Regions from separate parts of the Mus musculus genome. Here all the other regions are linked to region 1. Evidence: chromatin contacts called from public Hi-C and promoter capture Hi-C data. All regions are on one chromosome and are shown on one strand. Each heading gives the region's core, a stretch centred on a gene start, on an enhancer-like site or on the middle of the called end of the contact. The rest is flanking DNA. Distances are from core to core; before and after follow the strand shown. Region 1 holds the start of Nsmce3 (NSE3 homolog, SMC5-SMC6 complex component). Region 2 holds the start of Mkrn3 (makorin, ring finger protein, 3). Region 3 holds the start of 1700112J16Rik (RIKEN cDNA 1700112J16 gene). Region 4 holds the start of Lrrc28 (leucine rich repeat containing 28).

Region 1 (6,968 bases), core at 588-3,087:
CTCGTTTCCTATTTATTCACCTTAAGGGCACACTTGATTCTACAGATACACAAGCTAAATTCTTCTGGTGGAACAGGATCTGCACTTGGGCAGTGTGGTTCCCAATCAGGCCTGGTTAATCGATACGACACGACACTGTTTTATAAACCGGAGACCTAACGATTTTTACAACTTGCTCTAATACACATTCACACACTTCTGCAACACCATTGACTTAGCTTATCATGGAAAAAAAAAAAAAGTCTGGAATCATGACATTTCCTTTTTAGCCGCAATTTCTAACAGGGAAACAATAATAATAATAATGGTGAACTGACTCAAAAGTATAGTATTTGTTATACTAGAAAAGAATCTTAAGTAGAACCCATAGGACAACAGAATTATGATTATGAATATAAAAATGCTAGAAAACACATCACATAGATTTCGTGGGACCACAAGTGCTCACACCCAACAGAATATGTATATTTAAAGCTGTGTTGACAAGAAGCTAAAACAATTTTATTTTCAATTTTAAAAAGACTTTTATTTTTCCCCAGGAACTAGTCATTAAGATAATAGCTACCCTGTTTCTTTATCGTCTAGAACATCAAAGCAATTTACCAAAGTGTTCCTTCTTGAATATGTTTGGCATCATACAATTTCATTTAGGTTTAGAAAGTTAGAAAACTCTTTATAAACAAAAAGACAATTAAATGAAAATTTAAAGCTCCAAACCATAATAATAATAATAAAAAAATCAAACAAAAAACCCTGCAACACATCCTAACGCTCCAAGGCCTTTATGCGTAGCAGAATCAAGCTTCCTCCGACCCCCATTCCCCCTGTTCTTTTATACTGGATCTCCAGAGTCCCTCAGACCATAACTCAAAGAGTTCAAGAGGATGTGGCTGGGGCACTAGCAGTTGCAGGTCTAGCCCTACTCTCCTCATCTGCCAAAGCCTCGCAGTATTGTGTGGGCCAGTCTTTGGGGTCCTGGTTATGGACTTTGGCCACAAACTTAAGAACTTTCATCTTGCTGGTTTCCAGGTTGGTTCGCGGGCCCCACTGTAATTCATAGTCCACAGGATCGGTGTGGGGTATCCTCCGGTACTCCAAGTAGCGCTGCCGCACAAAGTCTTCGGTAATGAGTTTCTTTGGGTCGCCAAAAATTAAGTGTTTCTTAGTGGGGTACACTCCGAGCCGTCGCAGGAAGTCCCAGACCTCAGTCTCGGTGATGGTGTTGCCTTTCATGAAGATAAGCCCCAGGACTATCATAAGCAGGCCCGAGATGGGGGTACCCTGATCGCCCCTCATCTCCGCATCCGCCTCCACCGGCTCCAGCATGTTGATGAGGATGTAGCTGTGGCTCTTGGGCTCCAGCTCCACCAGCTTGTACCCGAACACGTATTGCAGGCGCTCGGCGGCCAGCTTCAGAAGGTTGGGGTACACGTCCCGGTAGTCGCCCACCACGTGCTTCAGGATGTCCGTCCGCTTGATCGGGATCTTCTTCTGGTCCTTGATCAGCAGGAACTGCACCAGCTCGGCCACCTTCAGCTCCAGCTGCTTCTGAGTGCGCGGCCCCACGGTCGGGGCCGACAGGGAAGCGCGGGAGCCCTGGGAGGAGCCGCCCGCGGCGCGGGACGTGCTGGGTCCTTCCTCGCCAGCGCCTCCCCAGTCCCGCTCCGGGTCAGCCTGCGTGCTGGGCCGACCGCGGCCCCTCGGCTTCTGCAACATGTCCCCGGTCGGCGGAGAGCAGGCCGCGATCGGGAGCAGCAACCGCCAGAAGACTCCGCCGAGCGAGCGCGCCCCAGAGGCTGGGAGAGAAGCTGCGGCGCGCGCGTGACGTCACGTCGCCGGCGCGCTGCGTCCGGGAGGCGGAGCGATACGACTGGGAGCCAGCCTGCGGGGGCGGGGACTCTTCATAGCTACTGCGCATGCGGAGGGCCTCGGCGCTGGCAGCAGCTCCTCCTGGGCTTTATCCCCAGTTTTAATGAGAATTGAATGGTGTTTATGAGCTCATATAAATAGAAAACAAGAACCAAAACTTCTCGGCAAGTGTGCGGTTGAGTTCTAGGGCACACCTGTTTAGACACGTCTAATAGTTTTTGGTTAGTTTTTAAGCTACAAAGTTTGTCTATGGAACACAAAGGATAAATGTGTGCGGGTGGGAAAATAAAGGGAGAGGAGGAAAAGATCTGGAAAGTCAAGAAAAAAAAAAAAAGAGTTACCGGGCAGTGGTGGCGCACGCCTTTACTCCCAGCACTTGGGAGGCAGCGGCAGGCAGGTCTCTGGGTTCGAGGCCAGCCTGGTCTACAGAGTGAGTTCCGGTGCAGCTAGGGCTACACAGAAAAAACCTGTTTCGAACCCCCCCCCCCCCCCAAATAAAAAAAAGTGTTGACTTGTGCACCAAATGCGGGACATGACAGACTAGGGGACCCTGTCCCGGTATCTGTCCTTGGCAGAGTTCATTCCCACCTGGCCAGTTAATTTCTGTACAATCCCTTGAGTCTGTAAGGGAAGTTATTCTTAAAAGCAAGACTTCTGCAATTTTCAGGTTCACATTCTCTTCATTGAATTTCAGTTAGATGACCATGAGAAACCACGTAAGCACTGCCAATAACGTGACTTAGTTTGGTAATGTGGACTGACCTTTTGGAAGACATGTTTGGGAAAACTGCCGCGGACCCACATCCACAATTTTAGCAGAAACATGTTAGAGGAATGCTAACCCCAGAGGCACTTGCTCTCTCCAGAGATTACCATTTAATTTAGGTTACCAATGATTGGGAGTAGCAATAATGTGAATTTCTTAATTCTCTCTCTTAATATATAAGCTTTAAAATCTCAATAAGAAAGAGAAGAGCTATCATCCTTTATAATTTGTGGTGTGTGTGGCTTGTAGATGGTTTAAATTGTGCAACTCTAATAGACAAAATGAGTCATTTCATTAACTCAAACCATCAGCAGTCTGTTGCTATTACTGCTGTGGATCTCAGCAAATGGGTTTCTTCTCCATTTACTGACAACGGAACTGAGTTTTCCTCTCTCTTTTTTAAAGCTACCAAGAAAATAGGTAAACTATTCAGAGAACGAACTCAAATTGATTTCCTCCTTAATGCAAATATATTCAGAGGAAAGCAATTCAGATCACATTATTTGAATAATAACACCAAAACATGGCCTTATTAAAATTTCATTAAATGTAAGCAGCATAAAATTTTTGTTTATAATTCAATATGAAAATGCACTCTGATAATGGGACCTGCAATGCTAATATAAAATCCCACCCCATGTTGTGATTCAAGTGTTCTGAAATCTAGTGAGCTTTGAGCAGTAACTTTCTATTCCATACAGGGTCTACGAAGACATCATCAAAGGTTGGTCGCAATGGCAGAGGCTGCAACAGTTTGAATGTGTCCTTTAAAGCTTGCATGTTGGAAATGTAATCCCCCCACTGAAGAGGGCTTTGTCCTCATGAGTGAATGAATGCCATGTTCTCTGTAATGAGTTAAGATTAAATCAATTTTGCCATTGTACTCTCTAAACCTCTCACGACACAGTGATGCTCCACAGATGTGGTACCTGGCCCCTAGTCCTCCCACCCTTCAGAGTCACGAGTGGAGGACAATTCTCCTATTTCCAGTTTACTCACTCTGTGCATTATTTTACAGCAACACAAAATGGACCGAGACCAACTAAATAAAACACAGCATCATGACACTCTTCCATTCATCTGCTTCAGTTTCCCTGCATACTGAATTCTGTATTTAAGTTCATCAAAGCCTCCTGCGATCTAAAAAATCTGCAAAAAGGTCCCTCCAGAAGGATCAGTTGTGCCTTGAGCCAAACAATTTCAGCAGCCAAGAGATAAGAGAGAAAAGGAAAATAAGATGAGAGCTGCTGTCAGCCATCAGGCTGCGTTTCAGTATTTTCTGTGTTAATTTCTTCACAGAGAACCATGCGACTCCAGAAGCTAGGCTAGCACCCAAGACTAGAAACCACAGCATCTTTTAGCAGCACCCCCCACACAGACAGCAGATGATCATGACTCAAAACACAGGAAGAAGGATACAGTTTTAAATCTCAAAACACCTTTCTCCATGCCATCCAGGATGCAGACGAGAAAACACAGGCACAGAATGATGTTATTAAAATGGAGGTTAGAAGTTGCAATGAGAAGGTCACCCAGACCCTGCATCCTACTTCCAACCGACAATGGAAACTATGAAGTCCTAACACGGAAGGTGGCAAAGGCAAGAGTCAATGCCTTTGCAAAGGTAACTGCAAACACTGCCTCTTCAGCCTCACACCAACCCTGTGGGGCCTGTTGGTCTATTACTTTCATTCATGGAGAAACAGATAGGTAGAACGTAGACAAGGTGACCCTGAAGAATATAACTTTGGCCTCAGGGAATCTAGACTACAATTCTGGAAAAGCTACCCACACTCCAAATTTCAGCTTCCAGACCAACAATCTGAAACCAAGGAATTCCGAATTCAAAGAATTAGCTGGGATTTGTTTGCTAAGGACCTAGCACAGGGGCTGGCAGGGTGCTTAGGTACTGTTAGTTTCTGTTTAGGGGTTGACTTTCTTAGGGTCCTGGTCGGGCTGCAGAATTAAATTCATGAGGCAGTTTTAAAATTTAGTTTGGTTTTTGCAGTCCTGGGGGTCAAATCTGGGGCCTCTCATACATTGGGCAAATGTGCTACTATTGTGCTATGCCCACAGCCCAGGAGACAGATTAATTAAATAAATGTATACACCTTTAGTCCAAGTGGAAGGAGACACAGTCCCTTTTTTAAAATAACAAAACCAAGTTTCAAAGAAGACTGCGGGGAAGTGGTGGTGCACACCTTTAATCCCAGCACTTGGGAGGCAGAGGCAGGCGGATTTCTGAGTTTGAGGCCAGCCTGGTCTACAGAGTGAGTTCCAGAACAGCCAGGGCTACACAGAGAAACCCTGTCTCAAAAAAAAAAAAAAAAAAAAAAAAAAGGGAAAAGAAAAAAAGGAGAAGAAGAAGAAGAAGAAGAAGAAGAAGAAGAAGAAGAAGAAGAAGTAGTAGTAGTAGTAGTCATCGCAAGACCTAGGTGCTTTTGTATTTGAACAAAGAGAGGTAATTGTGGAAAGGTAACTAAATTATATGGGAAGGCTAAAGGAGAGTAATTATAAGAAGAAGCTGACTATGACCTCTTGGCCAGGACCCGGTAATGTTTCCTTTCTCTGGCTGTGGGCAGGGACCTTGCACTTGAAAGTTTTTATCTCCTGTTTTCAAAGGAAGAGAGGAGCTAGGCTGCCCTTCTCACAGCTGCTGTTTTTCAAGTGCTTTAGCTCGAAGTAATCCTTATGCCAAAGTGACATATTCTGGGTGGCATATTCTGCTACCTAGCACTAGAAAGATGTTCATCTCAGGGGAGCACATGCACATATAAAAATCAGGGAAAGGTCAGGAAGGAATATATAGACATGACTATGCCATTAAGGCTGTGTGCTCTGAAAAATAAGAAGGTTGATTTTTATTGTTGGTTAGAAGATAAATGAAAACCATCTCCTTGGTGAAGCCTCACTTCGCAGTGTCATAATGCTCTGCCCGTTAGGAGGTTCAGATTTTCAGTAAATCCGATGCCATTGGAATATGGCAAGTGCAACTTTCTGTGGAAGCCTTGGAGTCATGGAGATAAATGACTAAAGCAGAAAAGAAATGTTCAAATGCTTGTGTAGATGACCTTTCTGCGTTTATCGCCAGACCCCAAAAGGAGGGAAAATAAAAATTCTTTGAGGCAAACCCCACACTATCTAAGATTTCACAGGCACCGAGCAAGGCTACACAGAACTCCTTACATTTCTCTAAGTAATTAAATGCGTTCTCCCATCTCCTTGGCAGCAGGTGCCTGCCAGCAAGCTCTAATCATCTATATTATCTACTAGGGGCTACTCCTCATTCACTGATGTTTCTTGTTGAAGCAGAACACGATTTTAAGTCCTCTAACAGCAACGCAGTGCTAAAAGCAGGTGAGGACCTTTTGGGAAGAAAAGGGATAATCAAAGCATGCGGCTAGCATGCACAAACAGCTTCCCCGCCTTTTCTGTGTGGCAGGCATGCGATGGAGTTGAGGCACAAATACTGGTTTTGGTGCTAGGTAACAATGGCCACCATGAAGATTCAGTGAAGTGCTTCATGTCCGCTCATTGTTTACTCGTAAAAACCATGTCTACCTATCCCTAACAAAGGCCCTCCAGATTGGACCGCATGGTGGACCGCATAGAACATTTTGTCCCTCATAAAGGTTGATCAAGCCTAACAGAGCTTCCCTTGACTAGGAAAGGGGTGGGCTGATGAGACAGTGCCTTGCTAGTACAGCAGCCACTTGGCACAGAGCCTCTTATTAAACTCTCTTCTCAAGAAACAGAAAGTACACAGTGACCAAGGGCCCTGATGAAAACCATTAAGGTGTATTGAATTATGATCATACAAGGTCTCAAGCAGGAATAGGACTTGATTTGCTTGCTTGGTTTCTTCCTCCCACTGCATTTTTTTTCCCTTTAGAAATTGCTTCTTCCACCTCTAGGAGACCTTGATCCTACTCCTTCCATTGTTGGTTCACATGATTTGTGCCAGGCACAGTAATTATGCCATTCAGCCAGCATCTGACAGGAGGGGCCCACACAGGTCCTCTTTCCTGCATTAACAAGATAAAGGGTAACATACAGCTAGCCATTATTGCTATGGTTTGCACAAAAAAACCCTAACCAACCAAACAAAAAACAACCAACCAACCAACAAACAAAAAAACCCTCCATAATGGTGATGCCAACTCTAAAGATACCTTGAGAGATGGAGAAATAGTTCAATTCCTGCCATCTGAATCCCTGTGTCCTGGGTTCAAGGTTAGACTCCTGCAGATAACAGAACACTGGGGCATCTTTTGCTAATCTCCTTTGTGCTGCTATCTGGCATTTGAAACTGGATGAGCTTTAGCTAAGTCTG
Region 2 (6,709 bases), core at 3,280-5,779, 2.5 Mb before region 1:
TTCACTGTTTGGGATTCTTAGGAAGCTGAATAGAACATGTCTAGTTTTATCTATGGTTTCTGCTGGAAAAATAATTCTGCTAAAATTACTGATGTAAAACTGTACTAAGAACTACACCTATATTCTACATAAATAATCTCAAAATAAATTTTACTTTTGAGTTCCAAAGATTCATAAAAATCTGGCAGAATATACATTTTACATAGTGATTGCTTGTGTTGAAAAACATGCAGATTCCACTTGTACATAAGCCCTTTCAATCATATTTCAAGTCTTTAATCGACACTGCATTTGGTCTGGACAATTATCCTACTAAACAGTTAACACTATACCCATTTCTCCTATGCATAAACTAAGGTAAAGAACACAAGTACTCACCTAGGTGGCATGCCTGGTAAGGATGTGAATCAGGACTCTATTATCCTGTAATCTGCCTTCCATGCTATTTTTCTACTAGCTTTAAAACCATTATAACTCATGAAATCTGAATTCCTATTTTAATATACTTGTTGAATAAAAGTGTCATTTCATGAGGTTCTGTAGTGTACACTAGGAGTTTCCAGAGATTAAGGCTCACAACAAAAACCCACCCTATTTAGCCACTATGAAAACTCCTTTGAGTCCTGTCAGCAGTCCTTAAAAGTGCCCCATCTGGTCTCATTCTTTGGTTGGCTTATCTGACCCACCCCCAACTTCCACCCCATGGGAAAATAGTCAACTGTCCACAGCCTCCTGACTGATCCATTATTTGGAATCAAGGACAAAGCACTATGGCATATCCCACTGTGAACAATGGACTACAAAGCACTGAGCCTGGCAATTCATAGATAAAAGCTCCAAAACTCCCCATTTTCTGGAACCTTGTTCATGCCCTGCTGCATCTGGGTGAGCATCCATGCTTAAAAGCTGCATACTAAATTCATATGCCTTTTCTGAGCTTTAATATGTAGGGAAGAGGCAGTAGAATAATCTACTCTCAAGCGCTCTGTAAATGTACTAATTGTACCTCATTCCTGTGGCCAGTACCTTTTCTACCTCATTTACTTCATTACACGTGGAAAATGATAAGTCCCATGCAAGGTAGTTCTGACAAACAAGTACTTCAATGTATGTTTTGTAACTAAATATAAATTGTGCAATTATGTTGGCTTTGTTTCATAATTGGCACATGGTGTACACCAGAGAACTAAGACACATTTTTTGGCAATTTCAGTCAAGGAAAACACATTGTGTTCTATACAATTCTGAGGTTTAAATCTGCACTGTTCAGTGAAACAAAAGTTTTTCTATTCACTTACTAAACGATGTGGTAATACTCTCTACTACACACGTGAACTGTGCCATTTCTATATTCACTTGCTTGTGTCAAAGTAAATGGGTAGACAAAATGAAGTTATATATTCCAGATCAAGTAAAATTTAATGATTTTACACTTCTCTTCTCCAGGAATGTTTAGTAGAAAATTGAACTATCATACTTACAGTACAGTCACTGTACAGTTACTCCCCTCAAACTCCTGATTTTGTATTTTAATTGTGCATTTTAGGTAGAATGTATTTTCACTTTAAGTATCCCTTGATAAGTAAATGGCTTTTACATCAAATTAGGGCTTATTCGTACTAGAAGTTTCCAAAATGATTCTGTTTAACATTTTAAAATTCCTATGCCTCACTTTATTTCCATTCTCATATTTACTTATTACGATTTTCTTTCATTATTGTACAATTTTTATTTTGAAAACCTTTTTTCAAAAGTTCTTTGCTTATAAATTATACAATAACCAGATTTTTAAGATATTAAAAACAAACAACTCTATGTTTAAGTTCAGGAATTGTCTCTGTCAAGAAAAATGAGATGGTAACTTCATGTGAGGCACTGTTTCATTATTATAACACCAGGAAGCTGTTAATGGTATTGTAGGAATTTTCGAAGTCATGTTTTGTAAATCCATTAAAAAAAGAGTCAGATCCACACTTAGCAGTCATTTTTATTAGATGCTAATCACTGACATCAGTGCAGGGGCAGATTATCCACACAATTCACATACAGCCCACACACTTGGACTTTAACACTGGGCTTTCAGTTCTGCATTTATTTCAATACTTCAAACATATATATTATGGTGTATATTTATTTCCAGTTTTTTTCAAATACATCTTTGTATACATATACGCATATATATCATTCTTAAATATATATTTCCAAATATAAATAATTTCACATCAAGCCAAACAGGATAAAAACATGTAAACATATGCACCTCATTTTGGTCAAGTAAAACAGAACCACAAAGTAACCACAAGTTAACAAGTGCACTTGAAAGAGAAGGGAAGAAACAAACATGTAAACAAACACAGACAGCAGCTGCAAGGTCCTGTAAGGGTCCATTTTTTTTAAGGCTATATAGCAAAAAGCTCATAATTCAGTTAAAGACTTTTGTCACCTTGTCACATTTACTCTTAAGGGACTTCACAATGAGAAACTGTAAACACTAGACTAGAAGTGATTGAATCCTGTTGGAAAAAAGACATCACAAGTCATCAGTTGACAGAAATATTAATTCCACCAAACAATACTTATAAGATTTCTTGTTATTTTGTAACACAGAGAAACATCACAATCCTAGCAAGAAGAAATAGGAAATAGAGAAGAAAACAGCAATACTGCATAAAGATTGCCTCAGTAGCCTTTGAAAGCGATAGGGTTTTTCAGTCAATAAAGGGGAATAAGCAACAGCAGACAACAGAGCTTTAGCAGACCAGACCACATGCCACAGCGTGATACTACAGATTCAAACTGAAATATTCTTCCAGCTGGTACTGAAGCAAGAGCCAACGGTCATCAGAGAAGGAAGAACTGCCTCTCAGGCAAAGCAACTTCTTAAGCAACTGATTGGCCAGGCGAAGCACAGAATGCTCTTTTTTACGGCTTTTAAACAGCACGTTTCCCTCTCGCAACTGCACAGGCTCCAAAACTTGATGCCAGTATGCGCTTGATGATCCACCACCATCTGGTCTTGGAGGCTGATCTCTCCAGCCCTCGGGGTATTCATGCTTGTAAAAACAGAATTCTCCAAATGGGCAGTGACCTAGGCCTCCAGCAAAATACCTGCACGCTTTCTGGCTCATCCCCTCCTTATACTGCTGAACAAGTTTCTCCTTCTCCTCTTCCTCCTCCACCCAAAACTCACTAGGAATGACAAAGCCAGAGGAGACCCTGCACTGTGGGCAGGACTTACTGATCCTGTTCTCAAACTGTGTGGCACTTCTCCACCTGCGGATACACCTAAGACAGTAGGTGTGGTTGCAGCTGAAAAGAATGCCAAAGCGGCGGTCGCTGGGGTCAGCTTTCTCATAGACCACCTCCATGCAGATGCCACACACTTTGTCCATGCTGCGCTGCACAGCAAAAGAGAGTTCCATATCTCTCTCGTGTGCTTCAACGCAGGCCCTTCTATGAGCTTCCTGCTGAGCTGCATCCCAAGGGTGCAAGGCCTGCTGCCCGCACATGTCGCATATTTCTCCATGGGGGTATGCACACCTGTCCCCACGGAGGCATTGTCCCCGGGCAGCATAGCGGCAAAGCGGCAGCGGCATTGGCACTGGCATTGGCACTGGCATTGGCATTGGCACTGGCATCGGCATCCCCATGCCCATAGCCATATGCTCTCTCTCAATTGCCGGGCTCTGCAGAGGAGCCTCGGGACCATGCGGGGGGACCATGCGACCTCGGTAAGGCTGTCCAGGAACAAATTCAATTGCCCCCTCCCAGCCTTCTGCACCCGCTCCCGCTGCAGCACCTGCTGCAAGGCTTGCATTGTCAATCTCGGCTTCAGAGAAGCCCCTTTCAGCAGCTGAGCGAATGCCTGCATTGTCAATCTCAGCTTCAGTGAAGCCCCTTTCAGCAGCCGAGCCAATCAGAGGCAAGGAGCTTGAGGATGCAGCAGGGGGGGCTTCCGCCACTTCCTGAGTCGGGGGCTCCCAGCGAGTGGCCATCTTGGGTCCTCTGTCTGCAGAGGCCCGAGGCTGAGCATCTTGCCCCCCCCTAGATCTCCGCCGCCCAGAAAGGTCGTGAGAGTAGCGACAGTTATCGCCCTCCTTGCACTGCCCATGCAGATAATACCTGCAGAGGATTTGCTTCGTCCAGCTGCCACTGTTGCGCTCCGGACCAGACCGGGCCCCGCCCCCTTCGGCTGGCGCTGGCCTCAAACTCGCCGCGCGCCGGATCGCTGGGCCTGGAGTCACCAGGAGCGGTGCCAGACCCGATGCCTGCTGCAGAGGGGCCGAGCTGACTCCCGCAGAAGCTCCAGCAGCCTCAAACTGAGGAGGGGGGGGAACAGACACACCCTCCCCCCCTTCAGCACCTGCCTCGGCGCCGGCGGCCGCGTGGGCCTCAATGGGAGCTGTAGACTCTTCCATCTTACAGCGTGCCTCTAACACTGTCCAAAAACCCGAATATTATATCTTTTTTGTGCTTGAATTGCGGAGCTGGAGATGGCTCGACCAGCTTCTTCTCGGAGCGAAGTGCATCGATTTTTGTCTTCCCACCTGCTCCCCGTTCCCTGGAAACTTTAGTTCCTACCTGTTTACAGGCAGGCGGACACTTCCGGTTGTAACACCATTCCTAGGGCTTCACCGGAAGTTGCTTCCGCCATGTTTTTCGCGTGCCTGTTTCTGCTTGAGACACTGGGATGGGCTTCTGCCGGCTTTCTAAGTGCGACTCTGAACCCCCCAATCCCCGTTTCCACAGTGTTTCCCCTCAAGGTTGATGTTTTAAACTCTCCAGGTTTCAGTTGTATACATTGCAGTTTATTTGTGTGTGTGTGTTAAGAAAACGCTACACACATTGCCTTTACCGTCTGCTGCTTGAACATAAAACATTTCACTCACATTAAAAATTATTTTTCAGTTTCTTCTGTCGTTTGTTTATAGGCTACTAATTTTTAAGATCGGACAGTGTCCCTGCCAAAGCGTTTCTCCTTCAATGCTTGTAGATCTGACAGGATTCTTTGGGTCTTTTTTTCCCTTGAAGGGTTAATTTGCGTGCACTTTAATTAGGAGGGAATCCCCTGCCCCGAGGCTACTCAGAGCCTTTCACTTTCCTGCCTTTGTTACATTCTCCCGGACCCCCAACAATGTAGAAGCCTGGACTTTGCCCAACCCTGATGAAGACTTAATAAGGCAAGGTCTGAGAATGACCCAGGCTTTAACTTTTCTCTGTTGGTTGGATTCGGAGACCCTTTGTTCCCTGCCTTCCTTTTCATCCCATTCTGCTCTACAGAGCTTTTCATAATACCAGCTCCTCTTTGCACCCCAAAGTGTCTCATTTCCATTTCTGCACTGAGCCAGTTCTTTTTCTTTTTCTTTTCATTTTGCAGATATATACTATTGGGCTAATAATTTTATATGTAGTTCTACACTGCTACATGTACTTACTACAGTGGCATACTAAATTTTATAGTATAGTTTTACGTGGGTTTTTATTTTTAGTAATAATCATGCTTTCTTCCTTTCCTCACCCACTAACTTGAATTAGCAATGCTTCAAATATTTTATTTACTATTTAAAAAAATGAAATTATGCTCAGAAAAATAATTTTATTGGAAGGAGTCTCACAACCTAAGGTTAAAAAACTCTGAAAGCATATGATATAATCATCCAACTCAAAATATAAGTCTCAACTAAATAAATCCAACAACGATAAAACAAGATAAGAGGAACATAATCAAACAATATAGATAAGGGGGGATGAAGTCAAAGTAAACATGAAATAAGAACAATAGAATAGGCAAAATTTTTCTTGTGTAACTTATGAAGGAAAATAATAAAAGGCTCAGATCTCCAGCATCACATACTTCAAAAGAACTGACATTAAGTAATAAGAAACCTCAAAACAATGAGATGTTTTTAGTGCCACTAATTTATAAAAGACCTAAGTAAGAACTAGCAGATGAGAGTGGGGAAAAGATTTGAATATGAAACTTGAAACTTTCATTAAATGGTCATAAATAGATAGATAGATAGATAGATAGATAGATAGATAGATTAGTAAAAATATCAGAAACAAAAATAAAGATCTATTAGGTATGTTCTACATATGCTTAAGAAAATTTTGATATGAGGTATTTTAAAATGTGGACTCTGAAATGAACATAAAGGTTGAAAAGCTTATATTGTTTTAAAGTGCCCACTTGTACAATAGAGGGAAAAAAGCAAAAGAAAAGAAAAGGAATAAGACTTGTTAGAAGCAGAAAGTAATTAGTTCATTAACAGGCAAAAATGCTATTTGTATATAGAAAACTCATCTGCTTTGTATGCATATTTATCAAGTTTGATGTCCAAAAATTCAATAAGAAAAGAACAATTTGTGTCTCATGTATACAGGGATAAATGATACTTAAACATTTGAAGTGGATTGAATTTGTGGCAATTAAGGTTTTTTATTCTGTGAACTTCATTGTAATCAACTGAAACTCATTTTTACTTAAACATAATAGGTGCTCCATGATCAACATGCAATATTTTTGAAGGAAAACTTGTTTGATCATCATTCTTTCAGTTTTCATTGTGAACTAAGGAACTTTTGGTTGTCGATTTCTCCTTCACATAGTCATTATGATGTTTTTATTTGTATGATAGCTTTGACAAAGTTCAAAGAGACATTTGAACTGTCTAGAATATGCTTTCTCTTTGGGCTTAACACCCTGACT
Region 3 (7,387 bases), core at 103-2,602, 2.3 Mb after region 1:
CACACACAGCTCATGAGGTAAGAGGGGAAAGCTGGCTACAATGAGAAGCATAAACATTCATTTTCCACGAAAGGAATTCATATTCAGGCTTGCCATAGACTGACTTGTGTCCCCTTTCCTTCCTGTTGAAACCCTACCCTCTGAAGTGAGCTTTTAAGGTGGAGCCTTAAAGAGGGGACTGGGTCAGTGCCCTTGTGAAGGGCTTGGCTTAGACTCTTTAAAAGAAATAAAAAATTAAAAGACAAAACTTTCGACATTCCATGGCAGTTCTGCTTAGCCCTGGAGTTCAGAGCCATATTCAGAAAGCTAAATAGTTGGCCCCTGCTACCTTGCATCCTCTATCCCAGGAGAAGGCTGGACTTGGGAGGGGACAACATGTTTGACAAGGGTTGAAGGATATCCGAGTGGATACCTCTGGTGATGGGGTGGGTCTCCACTAACTTGGGATCAGATCAGTGGACCTGTTCATGTGGCTGGGCACCTGGCCCACTCTGATAGGTGGGACATAGCGTTCATACTTCTCAGGCAGCCTCATCCAAGCCTGTAAACTGTCACAAACCACAAATACCTCAGTGGGAAACACATGTGCTGGGTATATTAGCGAGGCTCACCTCCTGGGTTGGGGGGCAAAGTAAACAAATGTTTAAACAGATGTTTAAAGCCAGAAAGAAGAGTCCTGTGGCTAGCAGAGAGGGCCATGACCTGGTGCTTTCCTGGCCTTAGACATTTAGAGTAAGACTTTTAGTTTTATTCTAAATCATAGGAAGAATTTCTGGGCTCTTGTTTCAATGTTGATTCCCAGACAGGCTTAGCACCTTGGTTCAGCGGCCAGCCATCTGCATTCTTTGGTGTAATGCCTGCCCACGACACTTAGTTTCTTCCTTATTCATTGGATGAGTCTTACTCCATTAAGGATTTTAATCTTGGTTACAAAACAATGCCACAGGTTCTCCGCCCTTTTCCAAATAGCAGGGACGCTCTGGCTGGCCAGATGATACATATTCTCCTTTATCCAATTCTGGTCTGTGTTGTCAGGGCAACATTTCACATCCCTGGACTTCTGTTTATCTCTGGGCAGGGGCTGGCAACCATTCGGCCCCTCAAAGGATACTGGGTCGAAGATTCAGGTTGAGGCTACCTGGGTCAGGCCTCTCGAGTGGCGCACCGCCGTACTGGGTACGCTCCTGGCCACGGATCAGGACGCACATGGGTCAAAGGTCTCTCCTGCCGGGAAGAAGACCGAGGCTTAGCAGAAAGCTGTGGCCACCGAGGAGGCCAAGATACCTGGCTCAGAAGGGGAAACCGGGAACAGCTGGGATAAATGACATAGGAGCACAAGTCCAGGGTCCACGCTGGAGCCCCGCCCATCAGGGCCCGCCCTCATTCTGACCTCTCAGCACCTCCCGGCTCTGCCAGGGCCCGCCCTCCTCTGAAGTCATTGGTTGGCTCTTAGTCCCCGCCCCCGGAAGACCTGCTTTTTGCAGCCAATCGGCGGGCGCGGTGGCGGTGAAGCCTGGGAGCGAGGTACCCGAACCTGGAGCAGGGTCTGCTGGGTTGACTTGGGGGGCCAGGGCTTCTGGCCCTGTCACTGTGGGCTCAGTGGAGGGCTGCCAATCCAGGGCCAGTGCCTGTGTCCACAGAGGGCTGGTGCCGGCTTGCGGGAGTGGCAGGATGTGTATTCTTTGGAAAGTTGGGGCCGGGCCTGTTTAGGCCCAGGGGCGGGGACGTCTGAAATTTGTTTTGTCTCCTGCTTAATGACAGCCCACCTGTCATTGGAGGGAAACTGAGGCCTCTTTTGGCCGCCCCGGGTGCCAGGGGCTCAGAATTTGAGACCAGAGGGAGATACCTGAGGTTGGCTGTTCCCTTAAAGGGCCATGCAGAAGGGACCGCCAGGAATGCCTGGAGTCTCATTCCAGCCATTTGGAAGGGAAAGGTTGGTTGTGGCTCTGGCGTTTGACTCCAGGTGGCAATAAGGGGACCGTGGGGGTGAAATGAGTCCAGAATGACTGTGAGAAACGGACAAATTGAAATTTGATAGGTTTTTCCATTGCTCATCAATTAGGTCACGTCAGCCAGGGTCAAAATAAGAGAACTATGGTTGTTCCCAGCTTCTGTCCTTTCCCCTGAAGACACCTTGGGATGCCTAATGAGGTTTTTGTCCAAAGATTCTAAGTGTAAGATTCTCAGTGTCAGAGAGCTGAGAACAGTTGTCACCTCACACAGTGCTGAGACACAGTGGTTTCTTCTGTGGGCTAGGGGAAGCACAGCTGGGGGTGGGGAAGAAGGGTGGGGAATCTTTTTTGCACACAGTAAGCACTTAGGGAAAGTATGATCTTATTCTGTGTCAGTATCAGGTGGACAGGTGTGAGGATGTCCTTCTGTCCTGATGCTGTTTGTTTGATATTGGCAATATTAGGAAGTTACTAACGAGACAGTCCTCTTTAGGAAGCCAGAGGAAAATGAATAGCATTTGTGTGGAATTAACTCCAGGTCTGATTTTCAGTTAAGAGAAAATGAGGCAGAAGGAAGTGTTAGCCAAGAGCTTCCAAGGTCCAGCTGCTGTCTGCAGGACTCCAAACAGCCACGTTTACATGTTCAACAATGGCAGCGGGGACTCTGGGGACTCCTCTGAGGAAGAGTCACATCAGGTGGTGTTACGACCCCGGGGCAAGGAGCACCAGAAGAACAGCAGCCAACGGCCAGGAGCAGGCACCATGGTTCTGCTGCAGCGGGAGCTGGCTCAGGAAGACAGCCTCAACAAGCTGGCTCTCCAGTATGGCTGCAAAGTAAGCTGACCTCAGTCCCTCTGCCCTCCAGGGTTGAGAGAGGCACGGGGGGGGGGGAGGGGGTCCACTATAGGCGGGGGTCACTATAGGACCTTCCTGACCCCCATAGGCGACTAGAGTCCTCCCTAGCCAGGGCTGGAAGCTGGTGGAGGTACCCTTCATTCAGAACTCTGGGCTCAGGAAGGGTCAGTTAGTTGGGCACCTCAGTTCAGGGTGTGCTTGTCCTGTGTCCTCCACAGGGACACTATGAAACAGTGTGGCCTCTGAGCACACTGGATTTAAGGTCTTAGGGCTGGAGATGGTAGGCGGAGTCCACACGTTTCTGTGGCATGCTTCTCTCACTACTTGTATTTTCTGACCTTTGCTTGCCAGTAGCTAATCTGACTAGTAGAGTTTTCTCTCTTCTCCCTAGTAGAACTGCATGGTCTGGCCCCTGTGCTGTGCGTTTGTATAACCTTATCTTTCTCTTTAATTATGTTTTTAGCACTCAGAGTGATTAACAGTGGCAAAGTAAGTTGGAAAGCGTTTCTGGAATCGCTCTTTTCTCCCGCATTGAAACAGTCTGTTTCCCGCTGTTGACTCCATGCTATATACATGCTATATACATGCTGTATACATGCTATATACATGCTATATAGTACATGCTATAATCATGCTATATACTGGCAGAAGCTTTCACCAAGCTTGCATCAGCTACACAATTAAAAAACAAACAAACAACTTTACCTCCTAAAAATTGTCTGTGGTTTATCTAAAAAGATCCAAATGAGCAAAAAGACTGTGTGGGTGTGGGAGTCTTTCCCAAATAGAGGCTCGTCTCCAGGGACACATAGCATCTTAACATTGCACTGGCCTTTGCATTTGGGTGTTATAATCTGCTTCTCTAGGCATAACATATGCTTTATAGACCATGGACAAAAAACAAACAAACAAACAAAAAACCTTCCCAACAAAGTCTTGAAAGATAGACTTACTGTTCATGTCATGTCAGAATGACAGTCCCTAAGAAACCCAGAGTGGGTATTTAGTGTCTCCAGTAAGTAGTCCAGTTCCTATGGGAGGAGAATACATGTGCTGTTCATGTAGTACACAAAGAATGGAAGCTGTCAAGCTCCTCCTGTTTGTTGGTTTCAGAGCAAGAGAGAAGCGTCCTATAAGCCGGTTGAGTAAGACTCTAAAGTGGCTGCTGAGTAAAGCGATCGCACACACGATGGACTTGCACCGTCAGCTCCGTGGGCCGTACTTACACTTAGAGAAGTTTTTCCCAAGTAGCGTGAGGGGAATTTAAAATTTGGCTTCCCATTCCTCCTTTTCTGTTAGAAGTTTTGTGTTACTTGATAAAAATCCACAGTCACAGTCCCACAACCTTAGTCTGGAGAAAACAAACAAAAAAACAAAACAAAAAAACCAACTCAACCCGAAACTCCTGGCTGGTGGCTGATTGCCTAGCTCACTTCTCATGAGAGGTTTCATCTCCCCAAACTGAATTAACTTCTAACCGGGGAATAAGTTCCTGTGCCTGCCCTGCTTCTGGGAAAGTGTGAGGGAGCATTGTGAGGAAGCTCTCAGGTGGCAGAGACCCCACGTGTGCCCAGAGCCAGCTTGGGCTTTGGTGAGCTTGTCTGGTCACTTGCTCAGCTGGGTCTGGTGTGAGATGGGGACACTGAGTTAGACAGGAAGGGTGACAGTGTTGGTTCTGTTTCACCTGAAGCTTTGGCTGTAGTCACAACACCCTCCAAAGGTGATCAGAAATTGTTTAAAGTAGAGCAGTTGGTTTCTAAACTATTCATTAAGGGGTAAAAACCAAAGACCAGAGAATCAAAAGCCTTAGTCACTTAGCTGAAATGAAGCTGTCTGTGGGTGTGCTTTCAAGCTTTCATGGGCGTCTCCACTGGAGCCCCAACAAGCAAAGGTCTCAGCTGGGTACTGGTTTTAAGGAGCATCGCATGTTTATAATGCATGGCTTCCGTAGGTTGCAGATATCAAGAAAGCAAACAACTTCATCAGAGAGCAAGACCTGTATGCTTTGAAGTCAATCAAGATTCCAGTGAGAAATCATGGGATTCTCACGGAGACCCACCAAGAACTAATGCCCCTTGGGGCTTCATCCTCTGAGACCAGGGTGACCCTGGTAGACCTGCCTGAAGATGAAGATGCTGGTGGAGCAACCACTCAGGGCAACCAGCTGACAGACTTCTTCAAGGGCATTGATGAGAACATTGAGCGGGCTGTGCATTCTGACGTCTTCCACGGTGACAGCTGCTGTGTGGAGGCCCCAGATCAGCTGCTGCTCCCCATAACCCAGAAGCCAGTAGCCGATGGTGCCGACTGTGGGATTCAGTGGTGGAATGCCGTCTTCCTTATGCTTCTCATTGGGATCGTATTGCCAGTGTTCTATCTCGTCTACTTCAAAATACAGGCCACCGGGGAGCCCTCAAATGGCTTGAACGCAACTGTTGTCCCCAATGGCTCGATGACACTGAGCCCAGTTCCAGGGCAGGCTCCCAGGTTGGCAATCCCAGTGCCTACCCTCCCCGCTTCAGACAGCCAGGTCAGCCCTACCACCCAGGCAGGGGCCTAAGCGCATTGTTTCCTAGAGTTGGCAGACTTTGGCAGTTGGCCCTTGTGTAACTGTCACCAGCTGTTTGCATTTCGCTTCCTGAGATGTGTGGACACCATGGCAATCTGGATGGTCTAGACTGAGGAATAGCTTGGCCTAACTCAAGGATGCAGGAGCCCAGACATCCACCATCCCAGCAAGAGAGACATTTATATGAAACTCACAGCTCTTGAAGACATGTAGGGGCCGGCTGTGAGTTCCTGTGCAGCACTCTGTGCAGGCTCCTAAGTAGAATGTGACAAAGGTTCTGCACTATTGCTGCCCCCAGTGTTGAATAGGGTTTCAATGGTGGGCTCAGAGACATGCTCTGTGTCTAGATCAAGGTGCTATATAGTATGTCACTGAGTTTGTCAGTTGACAGCCTGACATGTTATGTTTGCCTCTTCACTTGGCCCCACTGAGGCAGTGCTTCAGAAATGAGAACCTGAAATCCAAACCGCCACCCTCTAATTTAAGCTCTACCCCCAGAGTCACCCTAAGAGCATCTCTGTGGTGGTGGCTCCCTGGGTTCCCCAGTTGGCATCTGGGAAGCAGCTGGTATTGGCGAATGGTTTGAAGGGACTACATCCACCATTAAGCTTCTGTCACATGGACCTTTGAAGCAAACTGGTTGCCATGCCAGCCCAGCATTGTTAATAACAGTGAGTCCCACCCCACCCTGATCATGTGCGCCCAAAGCAGAGTTCTCCCACTGCCTCCTTGACTCATCTATTCTTTGGGTCCTTAGAGTAAACTTGCACATGCTGTGTCTCAGTGTGAAAACCAGACACAATGTCAGTCAGCCGTCTTTTACTGTAACAAAATCATCTCCAGTGGGAAAGGTTTATCTTGGCTCATGGTTTCAATCCATGGCCTGATTTGGGGCTGGGTGGCTGGGGGCTATGGTAAGAACACCATGAAGGAGAGTGTGGTAAAGCAGATTGTTCATGTGGCAGGGAGAGAGAAGGGGAGAGGAGCTTGGGCGCAGGCATCACCTTCAGAGTTCTGCCTGCAGTGGCCTGACTTCCTCCCACTGGGTCCCATTTCTTAAAGGACCCATTCCTTCCCAACACTGAGATGAGGACCAAGCCTTTAAGATACTATCCAAACCCCACCAAGGTAACTCTGGCTCCGAAAGGCTGGAGAGAGAGATGTAGGAGGGTACAAAATGCTCAGGGTTTCCTCAGCCACTCCCTGAGAGCAGTTGGCCATCAGTCCTGTTAGGGATGTTGGGGGGAGGGCTAAGTCAGCCTGCCTTGTCACAGCAGGGGCAGGCAGAGGTGGCTGGGAGCTCAGCCTGGGGAGGACAGGCTAGCAGGCTTCTGGGATGGTTAGCAACTTGACACATAGGCCTAGAAATCTGACCAGAGGAGCAGGACCTTACTTGAGCTGGGCCTCCTGTCTGAAAAACAACCCACCCAGGGTGCAGATAGCAAATTTAAATCATCTTCAGAATTGAGTATTTTGAGGCAGAAAATGAACCCATGAATCTTGGTACAATAAACATCTTGATTATGTAAGTGATTTCTATCTGGATGCTCAAAGACCGTTGTGGCTGTGAAGTTTCTCTTAAATGTTATCATTAACTTCATCAGGCAGGGCTCAGAGTCCCGTAGGGAAATGATTCTTTTGGCAGACAGAGAATGTCTATATTTTTTCTATCTTCTGTCTCAAGTGTTGGGGACTTATTACCACCTGTATATAGCCCTGCGTGGGTTCCTAAGTAAAAGGTGACAAGGGATCTGCAGTGTCAGGGCTCCTGAGGTTGGATGAGGTCAAATGACTATCACAGTGTCCCTGCCTGCTGAGGGCAGGGGTGGGCTTGGCTCAGAGATTTGTGTTCTGTGTCTAGGCAGACCATGGTGCTATGCAATAGTATCAGTATGTCACTGAGTTTTAGACATGTTACAGTTTTAACTTGTATTTCTGTATTTTTCTCAAGTGGAATAAAACAATTTCTTCTGTGAAGGAAACATGATTCTCCCTCTTTTCATATTATGTG
Region 4 (7,460 bases), core at 3,952-6,451, 2.8 Mb after region 1:
ACTTCTTCCCAATGACTAGAAAACTTGAGGAAAGTATGATCTCACGTCACACAGTAGCATATGTATATTCATAAAGGACTAGTCAGAGTGTAGATAAGACATTTTTATTTTCAAGTTTAAAAACATAGCTAGAAAAAAGAAAAGAAAAAACCTAAGTATTCAACCTCCTATAGTACCAATATGTCAAACACTATAAGACACAACTCTTTGTTCCCTGATAAAGCAATTCCAGCTGTGTAAGACTGTTAAGAACACATGCCATAAATATAAAACTAGTATGACGAACTTTCCAGATACTTGGTTAAGTTCAAAATATAGAAAGGTTCGGTTACAAAGAAAGAACAGGCTAATATAAGTCACAAATTCAAGCATGAAATTCCAACCAGGTAAATGATAACCACAAAAGGCCACAAAGTCACTTAAGATGGGGACATTTATAATAAGCAGTGGGAATAAATTCCAGTGAGAACACTCTCTTCTCAAACTGAAATGGTTTATTTTACATAGAACAGGCTATAATGACAAGCTTGTGCTCTTAGAACAAAGTGAATCAAATGTTGCTTCAGCAGCCAACTTTGGTGGGGACCAAACCGTATGACACCTCCATGCAAGGTCCCCGATTTTCAACTAGGAAATCCTAAAGAAGGTTCTGTTTTGTTAATACCCAAAGGCTTTCTTAAACTTCGCAAATATCTACTAATACTTTGATCATCAAATCATTCTCTTTTTACTGCCTACAGCTCGGGCAGACTTGTTGGCCTTCTCCTTATGTATTTTTGACCCAGGCCACTTTAACACACAGCAGAAGCACAGACCCTGAGAGACGTGCTTGCTGACTGAAGACGGACTAATCTTCTCAGTGGTATACCAGAATAAGGTCACTTTCCTGCATATCCGTTCTGTAGCCTAACTGGATGAACTCCAGTAATGAATGTGCAAATACCGAGAGCCCCCCTGAACGTCTCCACTGCTGCATCTGTAACTCCTTGATCTAAATAGCATGGATGCACGAAACATATCTCCATCAGGACCACATTTATAAATGGTATTAATGCCCTCTAATACCTACCAAGGTTGTGAGGGAGTTCCTTTTCATATAGAGCCTCTCCAGGTGCTGCAGCCCCTCATCCTTCAGCAACTCCAGTGGAAAATGGTGCAGATTCCTGTAATTTAAGAACAAATTCTTGTGCTTTTCAAGCCTGGCCACAGAGATCGTCTTACAGATTTCGGATGCCATGACTGAACATGTCCAACCGGAAGTGCTGTCGCACTACATCTTGTCAAAACTGGTCCATTTGGTCCAATTCTACAAAGAGGACAAAAAAAAAAGTCATTAGAATTTCTTACAAGCAGTGCATGTAAACCTGTAATCCTACAGAGCTAGGAGACAACAGTGTGTGTGTGCATGTGTATGTACATATATATATATATGTGTGTGTATATATATATATATGTATATATATATACACGCACATACACATATATGTATTTTCTACCACCTTTTGTGACGACTAAAATTTATGCACATATTTAGGACATTAAAATAATAGAGAAGTCTGATTAAGCAGTATTTACTACTTAATAGAAATAGACCTTACTGGGTAAAAACTCTTTTGGATTTAACATAGGACTCTTTATTCGAACAGAGATCAATTTCTGGCTTTGTGTTTTTAAAGACAGGTTTCTCATGTACCCAAGGGTAGCCTAGAACTTGCTATGGAGCCAAGGAAGGCTCTAAACTCCTGATCCTGTCTCTGCCTCCAAGAGTGCTAGGATTCCAGTTGTAAGTCACACCTCTTTGTTTCTGCAGCACTGAGATCAAACCCAAGGCTCAGAGCATGCTCAGAAAGCTCTCTAACATCTGCTCCGCATCCCCAGAGCCCAGAGACAAATTGCACAGCATGACCAAAGAAAGAGGTGTTAAAAAATACAGCAGGCCCCATTTTCATCTTGAGCTGCTTCATTTTGTATTTTACTTACCTCGAACATTCAAACATATATTTTTCCACTTATGTCACTAGCAGCTCAATTCCCTAACTTCCTACTATCTAAATATTGTCAAATATTCCACATTTTCATTTCTTTTATCTTTTTTAGTCTTTTCTTTACAGCTTTGCAGATAATCAGAAATAGCAAAGAAAGTGGTCAAAAGTCACCAGTCCAAAATACTGCACTGGGAACAGGAACCCTCTATGATTCCATTATAAATCTTTGGGCCTCAGGTAACTCATGTAACATAGCAGTTAATATGTTGGTTAAATTGACAACGAAGCTACATCTGACATCTTCCTAGGCATAGATGGACAAGCTTCACTGTTAACACATGAGGACAGACAAACTTCTTTAGTAACACGTGAGGAAACAGATTCAGGGCTTCCAGAACTTGTCAAAGGTGGAATGGTTCCTAAGGAATTCAAAACAAAGATCTGACCCAGGCCTCGTGTGGGTTCTTAACCATGAAGCACAAGGTTTCAGAAAACATTAAGGACATGAAAGTACACAACAACAAAATTGCTCAAAAAGTCAATCTTTTTTCTAGACATCCCTTCTAGTTTTTTATTGAGAAAAAGTAAAGAGCAATTTCAATTATTTTATTCATTTCAAGACAATAATTCTCAATGAACAGTCATATGAAGGCTTTCAATGAACAGGATTTTATAACTTTGGGGTTAATTTTTATCATTTTCAAAGTCATTTCTTAGCTCAGATGTCAGCAGCTGCCATTTTACTTAAGAGTATTCTATGGAGTGTTCAGTTAACAGCCCCAGATCAACCTAAGAATCTAATACTTCCCCATACTTGTTCCAGCTACTTCCTTCCTCACTTTATTGCCAGGCATCTTTACTTTATTTTATTTTGGTTTTTCGAGACAGGGTTTCTCTGTATAGCCCTGGCTGTCCTGGAACTCACTTTGTAGACCAGGCTGGCCTCGAACTCAGAAATCCGCCTGCCTCTGCCTCCTGAGTGCTGGGATTAAAGGTGTGCGCCACCACGCCCGGCTACCAGGGGTCTTTATATAAAGTGAAGGGAACTATAGCACTGGCTATACTGGTCCCATCAATGCTTTTGTATGGAGACAAAGCCAGAACAATTACTCCAGAAGGGTAATTAATGCACTGAGTACGGGGAGTGGTTTAGATGTCTTACAGCATCCCCAATGTCATACAACTATGCACTGAGTAAGCGGGAGTGGTTCTTTGATGTCTTACGGCATGGCCAATGTCATACCTTCCCAACAGCTGTCAGAGCTCATCACCAGGTTTTCCTGTCTCAGCAAATGTGGGGGAAGCACCCTTCTAGCCACACAGCAGCGCAGCTGGGAGTCAGAAAAGGATAACCTCCTGTCCATCACAGTTTCTTCAATCAAGGCCAGGGTCTCTCTTTCCAAATACATCTCAGTTCCAGCCATCTCTCTCCAGCTGCCCAACCCATAAGCCACCGCCATCTCCTGCCTTGGCTAGCTGTGCCCCTGGCCTCCACATGTCCACTTGCATCACTCCCTACGTATCAATCACAGCAATGGGCCTCTGAAAACACACTCATAATTGCACCTCTTCCTCTCAGGTACGTCTTACTAAACAAATCCTTTAGCAACTCCTTATTGAGAAAAGCAAAGCCTTACAAAGCTTCCTTGACCATCGGGCCCAACCTGCCTGTCCAGCTTCCTCTGTGGCATTCACCAAGTTCCTGACCTCTCTTAATCCCGGGAGCTACCAAACTTCTCCAAGAAGTTGCTGCTCTCCTCTTAGGCTGGAAATGCCTCTCTCGTCTTGCAGGTTTCAACATTAAACTCACCTCCCTATCCCAAACTATTTATTTCCTTGGCTCTCTCTCAGAGCAAGCCAGTTGTTCAGTTTTTACTATTTGTTTTATATTATATGTCTATAGATCTAGATAGATATGCACACCTGTTTACGGACAATTTAGATGAGAGTCTGTAAAACCCTAAATCCAGAGGAATGTTAGTTTCTTCATTTCTGCATGCCTGCATAATACAGTTTCTAAAATACTTTTAGCTTTCAAACAGCTAATAAGTGGATGAAATCAGAGTAACTGTTCCAAGGTTGATTTTTTTTAATCTACCCATTGAGATCACTCACAGACAATTTAAACTCGCTGTCATAAATATCTTATTCTTCACAGCCAAGCAGCACAGCAGACATTAATCCACTTTACAGATGAGGTACTTTGCTACAACCGAAATGCAGGTGGTCCTAACTCCAAAGTCTGGGCACCACCTTTCCTATAACGCAGCCTTTTACAATTATAAAATGTAGCCATTGTGTCATTCTTATAAAACAGCCAAAGATTACACACAAGAAAGTTTCCCTTTTGCAAACTAAAAAACCATATTCAAAATCTTCACTCCCTGTAGCCAGATGGCTCTCTCTGAATGTTCCACCTGGCACCGGTTACTTCAAAAGCATCATTAGGCTCTGCTGAAATGCATCTTCGTACAAACTCGGAAATTACGTGTATGCAAATGAAATCCAAAAGCTTCCAAAGATGAACGTACTCTTGGCTTCCCAATATGCACTCACTGGCAATACAGCCTTTTTAAGTTCTCCTGGCCCTTTCAAAACGTCACCCCCTGCCCACGGTTACTGTAAATAATGTAACGGGTATTGACTAGATACATTTGCTCCTTCAGTTTTCTGAAAGTCCAACACCAGTCTTCTCAGGAGAAACACAATAATCTCTCAAGTATATCCCCATTTTAAGTACAGGTATTTTAAAGAGTAGCCCATAACTGACTTCCCAGTACTTAATTTGACGGAATACACAAGCCGGCTCTCTAACACTGGAGATCAGAGACAAACTGCATACTACAAACATCTGTAAAAGGCTGTTTTCTCCAGGAGAAAAACTACCAGACGTCTTGGTTTTGCCCGAGTTAGTTCGAGTCTAAAGGTCGTAAGAATTCGGAAGCAGGGAGCCCAGGGGCAGGGACTCAGATGATGATACCGGGATACTCTGGTACCAGGGGCCATGGAGGACACGGCAGCGGTGGGGATCCAAGGCCGGACAACCCACTGTTCCTCTCCCAGAGGCCCAGGCGCTTCTGTGGCGACGGGGATGAAGCGTCCCCACGGGGAGTCGAGCCAGCGGCTTCGACCTGTGAGCCTGGAGACCGGACACTCACCTCGGCGCCCGCTGACCGGCACTCAGCGGCTCAGGCTGCGCTGGTAGGCAGTCTAAAAACACAGGGAGGGCGGGGCTACGGGGCGGAGCCTGCGGAGAGGCGGGCCTGGCTAACTGGAGTAGGGTTCGGGGAAGAAGGGGGCCAGGGCAACGAAACCTCGCGATAGTTCGCCTCAGTTCTCGCTGTCCTACAATAGGCGGGATGAGAGAGTCATTTTCAGAACCAGACGCTTATTGGCTGAGAGCGCGACTTCCTCTAGCGTCCTGGCTTCCGGCTCCGGCTTGGAGCTGGGTGTTCAGAAAGTGGGTGTACTGCGTTAGCGTTTAGGTGGGTTGTTTAGATGGCGCCAGCCTCAGCGTCTCCAGTCAGTTCTTTTAGTCACACATTCATTCCGCTGCCAACAGTCAAACTCGACGTCGAGCGATTAAATCCCTGGCATCGCCCTGTGTAGCCTTGCATCTGTTCGATCAGCCATTCCGGCTACTGTTCCACCGCCAGTCTGACTTAAACAGAAGCCGTCGGGCTTAGGTAACGCAAGTCAATGGAGTCAACAAGCAGAACTTAAGCACCGGATTTAATGTCTCCGAACGCTCACTGATCGCTGCCGAAGGTGGTGTCTACCTTTAGACAAGCGTGGCGCAGGCATGGTGCTGCACGCCTGAATCCCAGTGATCTGAAAGTGGAGACAGGAGTAAAGGCCAGCCTCAGCTACGTGAAGGCACTGCCTCGTAAATAAAAATTTAAAAAGAAACAGGCCCTAGTGTGAGAAATAACTGAGGACAATCACAATTTGGTGAAATAACCTGGCAGTTCCTGTATGGCTAAGTAGACGGTCGATGAATACCTTAAGACTAAAAACCCGATTGTTCTGATGCAGCAAGCCTCTGCTACTCTAAGGCTGAGGCTGTAGGTGAAACCAATCACAAGTATTTCAAAAAGAAAGGGTGCAGGTGCGTAGCTCAGTAGAGGCACTCAGGTCAAGCCCCAGTACCAGGGAAGAAAAGTGAACATTTTTTTAAATGCAGTGCACAGAGATGCAACAACTTTCGATCTTTAAAATTTCCTCTAAGACTTAACTCTATTGTTTGACGAAACCCATTATGTACATGAGGTGTCTCAAATCCATCCCCCGCCCCCCATTAGGACTTACCCTTTGGGGGTTGGAGAGATGGCCCAGGGGTTAAGAGCACTGACTCCTCTTTCAGAGGTCCTCAGTTCAATTTCCAGCAACCACATGGTGTCTCGCAACCATCTAATTAATCTGATGGACTCGGATGCCTTCTTCTGGGTTGTCTGAAGAGAGAGACAGTGTATGCACATACATAAAATAAATACATCTTTTTAAAAACAAACAGAAAACCTTATTCTTTGTCCTTTAAAAAAAATTGATGAGCTTTTGATCAGTCCTGGCTCGACAAAACAAAAACAAAAGGATGTTTGTTAATTTGCATAGGGGCTTCTTGTTAGGCATCCTTATTTTAACTATCCAGCCATCTATCTAATTATCTGTAAGTAAAAATAATATGACACTACAGGTAACTAAAGAATGCTGAGCTCAGGAGAAATAGTATTCCCCCAGGAAAAGCACATCAACTGATTAACCAATACCAAATGGCCAGCCCTGAAAACTCTCTCTCTCTCAACTAACAACAACAATTAAAGAAAAAAGAGGCCATGAATATGAAAGAGAGCAAAGGAGGGCTACATGGGAGGCTTGGTCAGAAGGGAAGAAAAGGGAAGCGATGTAATTATGATTTCAATATACATGTATATATAATACTAATAATTGGAGTTCACAAGAAAAGGAATAATAGAAAACATTTCTGGAGTCAGCTTCTTAGTTTTTGTCTTAATTTTGCACATTGAGGTCCAAATTTTGCTCATGAAAAGTGAATCATGTTAAAATAGCTTTTACTCCCTCTCCAAATTGATGTTAAAATTCCTATATTGATAGTATGACCACTGTTAGAAATTTAGTTGTTTTGCGGAAGATCAATTTACATATTTAAAAAATAAGACTCTAAATGGATTTTTTAAAATATTTATTTATTTATTTATTTATTTATTTATTTATTTTACAATCTCTGGCAACTTTTAACTTCAACAAGTCAGCGATACCACTTTAAGAAAATTCCAAGGAAAAGGCTGCCCCTGATCTAAAATTCCCACCTCTGGCTTCCAGGGATTGGATTACAAAGTTTGACAAACTTCTCTTCTCCACTCCCTATTGGTGAAGAAGCTATCATTCTTTCTTTGGCCTGGAGTTTTGTTAAGTACCGGGTTGCTTTATGGAAAAATGCTGGGTTTTTTTTAGGAC

The links. Promoter capture Hi-C pulls out the DNA fragments that hold promoters and counts their contacts. A called contact is a pair of places that touch in the nucleus more often than the background predicts.
Region 2: a promoter capture Hi-C map of the HPC-7 cell line shows a contact between it and region 1, with 4 times the contacts expected there. The contact joins the promoter of Mkrn3 here to the promoter of Nsmce3 in region 1. A contact is called at or near these places in 2 of 39 promoter capture datasets (the HPC-7 cell line and liver).
Region 3: a Hi-C map of CD4 T cells shows a contact between it and region 1, with 5 times the contacts expected there. The contact joins the promoter of 1700112J16Rik here to the promoter of Nsmce3 in region 1. A contact is called at or near these places in 1 of 39 promoter capture datasets (pre-B cells) and 1 of 484 Hi-C or Micro-C datasets (CD4 T cells).
Region 4: a promoter capture Hi-C map of pre-B cells shows a contact between it and region 1, with 2.6 times the contacts expected there. The contact joins the promoter of Lrrc28 here to the promoter of Nsmce3 in region 1.

The regions. Positions count from the first base shown.
Region 1 is chr7:64,871,203-64,878,170 of GRCm38.p6, forward strand. Nsmce3 (NSE3 homolog, SMC5-SMC6 complex component) reads right to left here and starts at 1,838. Exons shown (of 1, transcript NM_023239.5): 1 at 480-1,838. The coding sequence starts at 1,716. The coding sequence ends at 877. The region is part of intron 2 of Fam189a1 (family with sequence similarity 189, member A1); the gene reads right to left.
Region 2 is chr7:62,415,624-62,422,332 of GRCm38.p6, forward strand. It overlaps Mkrn3 (makorin, ring finger protein, 3), which reads right to left and starts at 4,530. Exons shown (of 1, transcript NM_011746.3): 1 at 1,970-4,530. The coding sequence starts at 4,418. The coding sequence ends at 2,784. All of the region lies in intron 1 of Gm32061 (predicted gene, 32061), which reads right to left.
Region 3 is chr7:67,221,106-67,228,492 of GRCm38.p6, forward strand. It overlaps 1700112J16Rik (RIKEN cDNA 1700112J16 gene), which reads right to left and starts at 1,353. Exons shown (of 3, transcript NR_131044.1): 1 at 1,139-1,353. Lysmd4 (LysM, putative peptidoglycan-binding, domain containing 4) reads left to right here and starts at 1,439. Exons shown (of 3, transcript NM_175215.4): 1 at 1,439-1,524; 2 at 2,504-2,786; 3 at 4,759-7,363. The coding sequence starts at 2,514. The coding sequence ends at 5,367.
Region 4 is chr7:67,640,035-67,647,494 of GRCm38.p6, forward strand. It overlaps Lrrc28 (leucine rich repeat containing 28), which reads right to left and starts at 5,202. Exons shown (of 10, transcript NM_175124.5): 1 at 5,144-5,202; 2 at 1,070-1,306. The coding sequence starts at 1,237. Ttc23 (tetratricopeptide repeat domain 23) reads left to right here and starts at 7,376. Exons shown (of 11, transcript NM_001168475.1): 1 at 7,376-7,460.